2 separate regions of the Mus musculus genome follow, and region 1 is linked to region 2. Evidence: chromatin contacts called from public HiChIP or PLAC-seq data. All regions are on one chromosome and are shown on one strand. The core of a region is the stretch at or near the end of the contact, and the rest is flanking DNA. Distances in the headings are between cores, read along the strand shown. Region 1 holds the start of Eid2b (EP300 interacting inhibitor of differentiation 2B). Region 2 holds the start of Zfp974 (zinc finger protein 974).

Region 1 (5,506 bases), core at 1,481-3,980, 350 kb before region 2:
CAGCCTCCAGAGTATTTAGCATTGAGGTTACAGGGGTGTGCCATCACACCCATCTCCGACTGCCCCCCCCCCTTTAAAATATTTATTATATGTAAGTACACTGTAGCTGTCTTCAGATACCCCAGAAGAAGGCATCAGATCTCATTATGGATGGTTGTGAGCCACCATGTTGTTGCTGGGACTTGAACTCAGGACCTTCAGAATAGCAGTCAGTGCTCTTAGTGTGAGTTTTTCCCAAAGCCAAGACTGTTGTGGAGAAAGAGGCCCAGAGTTCCTTGGTGAATGGAAGTAGACAGAGGCACAAAGAGGGCAGGGAATCCTTAAGACAAACAGCAATGCTTTTGCCCTGTAACTGCTCCGTTTAAGTCTAAGGAAAGAGCAAACGCAACACAGAATGTTACCAAAGCAACGCCAGGGGCAGTGACCCACCCTTAGTTCCAGGACCTGGGAAGTAGATCAAGGAATTCGTCATCAGCCACAGTTCTGTGAAACCTCATCTCAAAAATCAACAACAAAGAAACAAACCAAAAAAACAAACAAAAAACCCCAATGAACAAACCCCAAAACAACCCCTTCCCCTCCTCCCACCCCCCAGAAAACCACATAATAGCTAGGTATGAGACAGGAGGATCTCTGTGAGTTCAAGGCTAGCCTGGTCTACCCATTTAGCAGGTTCTAGACCAGCCAGAGCTACAAAGAGAGACCCTATTTCCAACAACAAAAAATAAGACTGGAGACATGACTCAGTGGAGTGGGTTCAGTTCCCAGAACCAACATCGGGGCTCACAGCTGCCTGAAACTGTAGTTCTGGGAGACCCAACACCCTCTTCTGGTCTCCTCAGTCTCTTGCATGGACACGGTACACACGTATGCATGCAGGCTCACACACATACACATAAATCTTTAAAACAACCAAAAGGAAACATTTTCAAACAACCCAGATGTCCAGAAGACAACTAGTTCATTAAATATGTTGATACAGACTTAAATAGTAGTCATTAAAAAAAAAAACCTATATAGAATTACTTCCATGATAACTGAACATATCAAACCTCAGATGCTGATATATGTACGTACTATGTAGATTTGTTTACATTGCACGTGGATGTGCACCAGTGGTGCTTGGAGGAAATGGGTGTGGATTCTTCCACCTTCACCTCTTGGGTCCAGGGATCAAATTCAGTAATAAGGCTTAGCAGCAGACACCTTTAACCACTGAGCCAAAACCCTACCCTACCTTGATTCAGAAGGAATGGGAGCAGGGCAAGAAGGCTTGGGGTCCATCCTCAGCACCCAAGATTGGGGGATAACTAGACTGGTACCAGTTCATATATGCCTTATAAAATCTGTTTGAAAAACCCTACAGAAAACACAAATCTGTATGGATACCTATTTTCAATTTGGCAGATAAGTTTAACTTCCCATAGTATCTTTTGCAGAATTTGAGTCTTGTGTCTGTATTATTTAAATAATCACTCATCTATTTCCGCATGGTTACAACTACACAAGGTCTGGAAAAATATTCATCTCACAACACATACATGGTTTTCCCTATCTGAATATTTACAACTCGTCTACAGAACATCAAACACAAGAAGTAACGATACATGGATCTTGTCAGCTGACGATGGGACGACCCTCAATTCTGAAATGTCCAAGTGGTTTACAGCTTTCTTCTTACTCAGTAAAACCCGGGAGGAACAGAATCTAGCAAGCACATCCCCTGGTTTCTTCCCGCATCTCCGCTGATTTCTATGGTCTTTTTCATTGATATTTCTTAGACTTCATCTTTGCAAAACCATCGTCCTTCGCAGTGAAGCAACCATGATTTTCAACAAATGCAGGGGAGGGAAAGATTGCTGACAGTCACAAGGTGGAAGTCAGAAGAGTCCTCTTTGCTTGTCAGCCTCAAGCCTCAAGTGCCCTTCTCTCTCCCGGCCTGCTTCATTCCACCCTGCCCACGGCTGGATTCTGGCATGGATTCCCCACCTCATGACATTTGCCCAGACATCTGCCTTTGCCCTTGATTCTAGGAGTCACCTGACTTCCTGGCCACCAATCTTTTATTTTTATTTTTTATTTTTAAAAGACAGTCTCCTGTAGCCCAGGCTGGCCTCCAACTCGCTACATGGCGGAGGATGACCTTGAAGTCCGGTCCTCCGGCCTCCTTCCTCGGAGGTTATAGGTGAAGGCCACCCCTCAGTCGGCGTTGGGGCCGCGGGCGTCGGAGGCCGTGAGCGCCAGCATGAAGGCGCGGGCGTGCGAGTCCATCTGCGGGGGGTTGGCGTCGAAGGCCGCCTCCCTGGCCCTGCAGCCCTCCACGAACAGCCGGCGGCGCTCCTCGATTTCGTGGAGCAGCCTGGTGGGGATCAGGGGGTTGGTGTGCAGATAGTGTTGGAACATCCGCTGCTCGTACAGCTCTAGGAGGAGGAGCGGCGCGTGGACGTGCGGGATCGCCATCAGGCCCGCCACGCCGGGGAACTGCCCGGGAGCCAGGCCCGGGGCCGGCGCCATGGGCTGGGAGGCTGTGGCCAGCGGGTCTTCCTGGGCTTCGGGGACCGGACTGCCTCCGCCCAGTCCCACCTGCAGGACGTCGCCGACGCCGTTCATGGGGCTCAGGTCCGGGATCCTGCTCTCTCCGGGAAGCTCGGACATTGCCACCGTTGAATCCTCAGAAGCACCGGCTCCGGCGGCAGCGTGAAGATGTGCGCATGCGCGGGCCTCGGCGCCCTGGAAAACAAAAGTGCTTGCGCAAGGACGGGTGCCCGGACCTCTATCGCCCTCTAGGGGTGCCATGTGCCATTACCGCCACGGCCGCCTCAAGTTCTGAACCAGCAGGGGCGGCATCACATACTTTAATTTATTATTATTATTATTATTATTATTATTATTATTATTATTATTATTATTATTATTTTATTGCCTTGTTTGAGGCAGCGTCCATGTACATTTGGCTGGCCTGGAACTCATATATACACTCAGATCTGCCTGCTTCTGCCTCCAGAAAACTGGAATTAGCGGTGGTGGCGGCGCACGCCTTTAATACCAGCACTCCGGAGGCAGAAGCAGGTGGATCTCTGGAGCCAGATCCAGGACAGAGAAACCCCGTCTCAACAAACAAACAAACACATATATGGATGTTTTGTTACATATCTGTATATGTAAGCCATATGTGTGTCTGGATCCTAAGAAAATCTGAAGACGGTATCGGTAACTAGAGTTCCAGGGTGTTTGTGAACTGGGCTAGAGATAGCTCAGTGGCTGAGAACTTGCCTAGGGTGTAAGGTCTTGGGTTTGACCCCTATCTGAGAGACAGAGAAGAGAGAGAGGGGAGGGGGAAGGAAAGGTGGGGAGGGAGGAAGCAAGGTAGTTTTGAGCTACCACACAGGTTTTGGGAACTGAACCTGGGTTGTCTGAAAGAAAAAGTGCTTTTAATCTCCGGACTGTTTTTTAGTGTGTCTGTGTAAGTCGGAACCGTGCAGCTGTGGAGGTCAAGGTCAACGTCGTGGCCTTCTCTCCTTCCAACCTTATTGAACTCAAGGTGCTAGTCAGTTGTGCTCTACTCTGGCTTCTGTGTCACATTTAGCTTTGAGTGCGCACACGAGTTCGAGCCACGGCAGGTGTATGGAGATCAGAAGATAACTTTTAGGAGTCAGTTCCATCCTACCATGTGGACCCAAACTCAGGTTGTCAGGTTTGGCAAGTGAATGCCTCTACCTAGTGATCCATCTTGCTGGCATATTTTCTTCATTTTTGCTCGTTACGGTTGGTGTAGCCGTTTCTCTCGGCACTTCCATGCCTCTTTCCCCCACGCAGTGGCAGCACTTCCCTTACTTGAGTGTAATACACTGTTGAATCTCCTAGGGTGGCCACTGCCTGTCGATAATCTCAGAAAACAAGAGGGCTACCCGTGGTGGAGCACAGCTGCAATCCCAGTCTTTGGGAGGTAGAGGCAGGAAGATGAGATTATGTTCGTCCTGGGCTACTTGGCAAGTTCTAGGCCAGCCTGGGCTAATGTGAAAAGTGTGCTAAGAGTCTGAAATGCAGCTGTATCTCCGCCACGTAATCAACTCTGCACCTGCCTTCTCGTGCCTTTGAGGAACCCAGAGGCCACATGTCTCCAACCTGTCAATGCTGTCCCCAACACTCGCATCTGGAGCTCAAGCCTGTAACCCCAGCTACCTAGGTGTCCAATGCCGAAAAAGTTCAAGGGTAGCCTGGGCTACAGACTTCAAGGACAGTCTGGGCAACTAAGACCATGACTCAAAGTAAAAATAAGCCTAGGGTTAGAGGACCAGCGAGATGCTCAGCAGGTAATGCTGAGGATGTCTTCAGTTGCATCCCCTGGACCCACAGAGTGGGAGGAAGGCCAACTCCTGCAAGCTGTCTTCTGGCACTATGTATATACTGTGGGAGATGCACTCGTACTGCCTGGGAGTGTAGCTCAGTGGTGCTGCTCTGGGCTCAATCAGCACTTGAGGCTGAGGCAGGAGGAGCTCTGTGAGTTCAAGGTCACCCTGGTCTACATAGAGTTCTAATCCATCTAGGGCTACACACAGTGAGACCCTGTCATACACACAAAAAAGCTTGTTAGTAAAATTGAAAAGAATATAAAGACCATGCTGTGTTAGTCTCAACATGATCCCATAATTCGTCATGGTGCATCTGACATAACCTAGGATGGCATCTGTAGATTCTCGGTTTTGAAACAGGGTCTTGCTACAGAGCACAAGTTGTCCTCCAAGTTAGCACCTTCCTGCTGCTCCCTGCTGCTCCCTGCTGCTGCTGCTCCCTGCTGCTGCTGCTGCTCCCTGCTGCTCCCTGCTGCTGCTGCTGCTCCCTGCTGCTCCCTGCTGCTGCTGGGATTACAAGTTGTACCATGTCTGTTATGTTCATAACCTGAGGAGGCCTTTGACAAAATTCAACAAGCTTTCTTTTTAAAAATGTGTTATTTTTATTTATAGGTGTGTGCTTATGTACTTTTGTGTGAATGTGTATGTACACGTGTGTGGGTGTCTAACTCAGGGTTTCTATTCCTGCACAAAGCATCATGACCAAGAAGCAAGTTGGGGAGGAAAGGGTTAATTCAGCTTAGACTTCCATACTGCTGTTCATCACCAAAGGAAGCCAGGACAGGAGCTCACACAGGGCAGGAACCTGGAGGCAGGAGCTGATGCAGAGGCTCTGGAGGGATGTTCCTTACTGGCTTGCTTCCCCTGGCTTGCTCAGCCTGCTTTCTTATAGAACCCAGGACCACCAGCCCAGAGATGGCACCACCTACAATGGGCCCTCCCACCCTTGACCACTAATTGAGAAAATGCCTTACAGCTGGATCTCATGGAGGCATTTCCTCAAGGGAGGCTCCTTTCTCTGTGATAACTCCAGCTTGTGTCAAGTTGAGACAAAACCAGCCAGTATAGTGGGTGACCTTGGCATCCAGAAAAGAGGACTGGATCCACGGGAGTTGGAGTTGTAGGGTGGTTGTGAGCTGCCCAACACGGGTGCT
Region 2 (5,144 bases), core at 2,627-5,126:
ATGTTCCACCACAAGTCTGCCTGCCACTCAACTCACACTTGTTCTAGGAGGCCAGACCTCGGGTCTCCCAGACTCATGACTGAGGGAAGGAGGAGCTCTGGGTGACAGGTTTTGCTCCCCTCACTTTGTCTGTCTGTGGAGCGGTGATCACTGTGTTCATTCTGCCCTCAGTGACAAGGGCTACAGACACAACAAGACTGATGATGCACACATGAACTCTCAGAGTCCATGCAGCACACAGAGCATGCACAGGTTTACACCAGACAGATTCTCAACAGTGATGGGGTGTGTGTGTGGGGGGGAGGGGAGTAGACATGGGCTCTGACCTCTGACAAGTGAACTCTCTGTTGTTAATATGCACTGACAATGGAAAAATTGTATTTCTCCACTATTGTCTTGCTGGGTATATCAACCACACCTCAGGGCAGACTCCATGCCAGGAGTAACTAGCCAACACAATGATCTCAATTGTATTCTTGTGACATTTTCATTTTAGTTTGCATTGTTTGGAATCGTTTCTTTCTTATTGATCTTTTGCTTTTGCACATCTGTGAGCACACTGACTCCCACTCATACATGCAAAAGTGCACACCACACACACACACACGAACAATGAAAAGAGAAGAGGGTGAGCGTCACTCATTCAGTAAATGTAGTCCCAGGCGATCCAGGACTCCTTGGGATTTAAAGGTCGTTCAGCATTGAGGGGGGGGGAAGGCAGCGGCCCAGGCTCGCTAATTACAATAGGCATACTTCATATTCAGTAGATTCAGGTCTGACATATTTAAAATATAAATATTCAGCCAATTATGGTGGCACACACATGTAATCCCAGCACTCAGGAGGCGGAGGCAACAGATCTCTGAGTTCGAGGCCAGCCTGGTCTGCAGAGGAACACAAAGGACAGCCAAGGCCACACAGAGAAATCTTATGTAGAAAAGACTATAACCAAAATCAAACAAAAACAAAATGAACAGCGGCAACCAAAACTCCCCACAAGAACATGACGGAAGTATGGAAATCAATGTTCATTGTGGAGAGGGGTGGCTCACTCACGGATAGATCTAGAAGAGGGTGGAGGAAGGAAGGGGGAAGGGGATGAAGGGATTTCTCAACACATGCCTACAGTCACCTTCAGAAGCAGGAGAGAAAACTTGGAAAGAAACACAGATGCATCTTTGTGTGAGGAGGAGGGGGAAGCTATGCACACACAGAGCAGGAGACAGAGGTGAGGAGGAGGGGAAGCTATGCACACACAGAGCAGGAGACAGAGGTGAGGAGGAGGGGGAAGCTTTGCACACACAGAGCAGGAGACAGAGGTGAGGAGGAGGAGGAGGGGGAAGCTATGCACACACAGAGCAGGAGACAGAGGTGAGGAGGAGGGGGAAGCTATGAACACACAGAGCAGGAGACAGAGGTGAGGAGGAGGGGGAAGCTTTGCACACACAGAGCAGGAGACAGAGGTGAGGAGGAGGGGGAAGCTTTGCACACACAGAGCAGGAGACAGAGGTGAGGAGGAGGGGGAAGCTTTGCACACACAGAGCAGGAGACAGAGGTGAGGAGGAGGGGGAAGCTATGCACACACAGAGCAGGAGACAGAGGTGAGGAGGAGGGGAAGCTATGCACACACAGAGCAGGAGACAGAGGTGAGAGGAGGAGGGGGAAGCTATGCACACACAGAGCAGGAGACAGAGGTGAGGAGGAGGAGGGGAAGCTATGCACACACAGAGCAGGAGACAGAGGTGTGAGGAGGAGGGGAAGCTATGCACACACAGAGCAGGAGACAGAGGTGAGGAGGAGGGGGAAGCTTTGCACACACAGAGCAGGAGACAGAGGTGAGGAGGAGGGGGAAGCTATGCACACACAGAGCAGGAGACAGAGGTGAGGAGGAGGGGAAGCTATGCACACACAGAGCAGGAGACAGAGGTGAGAGGAGGAGGGGGAAGCTATGCACACACAGAGCAGGAGACAGAGGTGAGGAGGAGGAGGGGAAGCTATGCACACACAGAGCAGGAGACAGAGGTGTGAGGAGGAGGGAAAGCTATGCACACACAGAGCAGGAGACAGAGGCAGAAAGAGCTGAGACTGGGGATGTGGCCTGCAGAACCCCAGGAGGAATTCAAGTGACTGCAGCTAAGGAAACGCTTGTGGTGGACATTAATCTCTAGTTACGTATTCAGCACCACACAGCTCCTGTGGAGAAAATGGAGGGCAATTATCTGATTTTACTTCCATGAAGGATAAGGGGTAGCACTAAGAAAAGAACTGTGATGGAGCAGACTGACCAGAATCACACTGTGGAGAGAAAGGAGGACGGAACACATTGGCATGACAGAAGGCTAAGCATCTTTATAAATGATCCAAAAGCCAGTGGAATAACAAAACAGGAAGCTTTGCAGAAACAGTCACCTAGATATAGCTGGGGACTCCTGGTCTAGTATTAGCCTATGGGATATCTTAAAAATAGATACAGTCTTTAAGTTTCAAAAGTGCAGTAGAAACAAGTGCTGTCACCGGAGTTTTTTGTCTTAGCCATTCTGATTGTTGTAAGGTAGAATCTCAGGTCATTTTGATTTGCATTTCCCTGATCACTAAGGACTTTGAACATTTCTTTAAGTGCTTCTCCATCATTTGGGATTCCTCTGTTGTGAATTCTCTGTTTAGCTCTATACCTTATTTTGTGGTTGGGTTGTTTGGATTTTTGAAGCTTAGCTTCTTGAGTTCTTTATATATTTTGGATATTAACCCTCTATAGGATGTGGGGTTAGTGAAGTTTTGTCCCACTCTATAGGTTGCTGATTTGTCCTGACTACGTCCTTTGCCTTACAGAAGCTTTCCAGTTTTATGAGGTCCCATTTATCAATTCTGGATCTTAGAGCCTGAGCTCTAAGACATTGTTGGTGGGATTGCCAACTGATACAACTACTCTGGAAATCAATCTCGAGGATCCTCAGAAGTTTGGAAATAGATCAACCACAAAGACCCAGCTATACCACTCTTGGAATATACCCAAAAGATGCCCCACCATACCACAAATCCACTGTGTTCATAGAGGTCTTATCTGTGAAAGCCAGAAGCTGGAAACAACCCAGATGTCCCCCAATGGAAAAATGGATACAGAAAATGTGGGTCATTTACATAATGGGATAGTATTTAGCTATTAAGAATGAGGACATCATGAGTTTTGCAGGCAAATGGGTGCAACTAGAAAATATCCTGAGTGAGGTAACTCAGACACAAAAAGAGTAAAAGGCATGTGCCACCATAATCTGAGTGTATTTTAGTTCTTAGACAGGGTTTCACTGGGTAGTCCTCGGTGGTCTCTTCTCACAGACATGCAGCTGGCTGTACCTCCCCATCGCTGGGATAAAAGCCATTGCTACCACGCCCAGCCATGTTTACTATCACTTGATGTCTTGGCCTCTTTATTATCACTGGCAATGTTCTTTGCCCCCAAATCTGCCTCCATTTTATAATCGACTTGAGTTTTCTTTTGATTATGTAAAGATGGTCACTTTGAATCTGCTAGAGTATTTATCTTTAACATATTTTCTGAAGTTAACAGATAGCTGGGTCTGACCTCTTTTCAAATCTAATGTGACAAACCTGTACTTTAGCTTTTAGACCGATTACAGTACTTTCAATGCGACTAGTTTTATTATGAGGATCGTCTAGCCTGTCTAACAGACACAGTACGGTTGTTGCATAGCATGTGGTCCTCAGTCACATTTTCTATCTAGAGCATCCCTGCCTTTTTAAGGGCGAGAAAATCAGTTCCCCGCAGAACCGGAAGTAACTTTTACTCAAAGGAGGGCGCCTCCCCTTTAAGCGCGCACCCCCGTGGGAACTCCCACAAACCACTGGGCTCCGCTCGCAGATCTGGCATCCCCGCCCCCAAGAGCCGGGCTTCACGGGGGCTTTGCTGGTGATAACTGCATTTTTTAGGGTCACCACGCCGAAACTAGCGCATAGGCTTTTGGTGTTCTGGTGCCGCTAATGCGGAAGGTCCGATCTTTGTGGTCGGCGGAAGAAATTTCAGGTTGGCTTCGGTCTCCATGGAGTAAGGCCTGAGGCAGCCGGCTGGGAGTGGGCGTGTGCGGACGGTCGTATAGGGTCGCTGTTTGTTGATGTGATAGTGTGTGTGTGTGTGTGTGTCCACACCTTGATCTCTCTGCATTATCTGGGGCTCTGTGCGCGTCGCTTTCTGCTCCAACTTTCCCTCGCGACCACAGGAACCAAAGCAGAGGACTAAGTTTCAGTAAGGAGAGGTCAGGCTAGGTACAGACTTGAGCTTGGGAGGAGCATTTGGGGCTGAAAGTGCCACCGAGGGTGACCTAGGAGGGTGGTTACTTGTTGAATTCCATGACTTTCTCAGAGCCCTAGCTGTGTGAGTGTTGAGGGAACTGAAGGAAAGTGCTCAGTGCGGATGCTGCCAGAGCATGATGGGGATCTCATCCTTGCGCAGGCTCCCCGCGAAGGCCATCAGTCAAAAGGAGGGCTTGAGAAGGATGGGATCATTATTGCTGCCCATCTAAGAGTCAAGGATGAGTGTACTCTTCTTTTCTGTTTGAGAAATGAGTTTTCAATTTTATAATATGGAATTGTCAGTAAATGCAGGTAGGTGAACGTACACATTCATACCTCCACCGCTGTGGCCCTTACGTTGTCCCTGCCCTTAGGTCCTGGTGTTCACATGACCATTTCAATTACCCTTGACTTTTTCTCCCTAAATCACTTCCTTTCCCCACATTATAGACAGTGCTCATCTTGGGTTCATTGTCTGCAGGGTATGGCAGGACAAGGGAGTGTTAGAAAGAATGCAAATACTGGTTGTATATTTAAGGAAATGACTCATAAGCTCTAGTCTGTACAGTGTACATTTTAATCTCAGCATTTTGGGAGGCAGAAGCAGGAGGATCATTGTAAATTAAGGATCAGTTTGATCCACATAGCAAGTTCCAGGAGGGGTGTGCTACAAAATGAGAACCTGTTTCAAAACAAGGAGAAAACGAAATGAAGGTAATAATGAAGAGCAGAATTTTAAAATTTGTATTGTGTTCAGTGTGATAATTTTACAGAGCACAAGGTGGTCCTCACAGAGCCCAAGGCAGGACAGTTGTGTCAGCCCTGCGGAGGTTGAGAAA

The links. HiChIP or PLAC-seq counts read pairs in DNA pulled down with a chosen protein or histone mark.
Region 1: an H3K4me3 HiChIP or PLAC-seq map of bone marrow-derived macrophages shows a contact between it and region 2, with 5 times the contacts expected there. The contact joins the promoter of Eid2b here to the promoter of Zfp974 in region 2. A contact is called at or near these places in 1 of 39 promoter capture datasets (the 3T3-L1 cell line), 1 of 115 datasets of contacts at active chromatin or transcription factors (bone marrow-derived macrophages) and 2 of 9 other capture datasets (liver and pancreatic islet).

The regions. Positions count from the first base shown.
Region 1 is chr7:28,274,930-28,280,435 of GRCm38.p6, reverse strand. It overlaps Eid2b (EP300 interacting inhibitor of differentiation 2B), which reads right to left and starts at 2,730. Exons shown (of 1, transcript NM_001177427.1): 1 at 307-2,730. The coding sequence starts at 2,655. The coding sequence ends at 2,200.
Region 2 is chr7:27,928,190-27,933,333 of GRCm38.p6, reverse strand. Zfp974 (zinc finger protein 974) reads left to right here and starts at 3,876. Exons shown (of 5, transcript NM_001374027.1): 1 at 3,876-4,039. It overlaps Gm26891 (a long non-coding RNA gene), which reads right to left. Exons shown (of 2, transcript XR_881914.3): 2 at 4,860-4,987.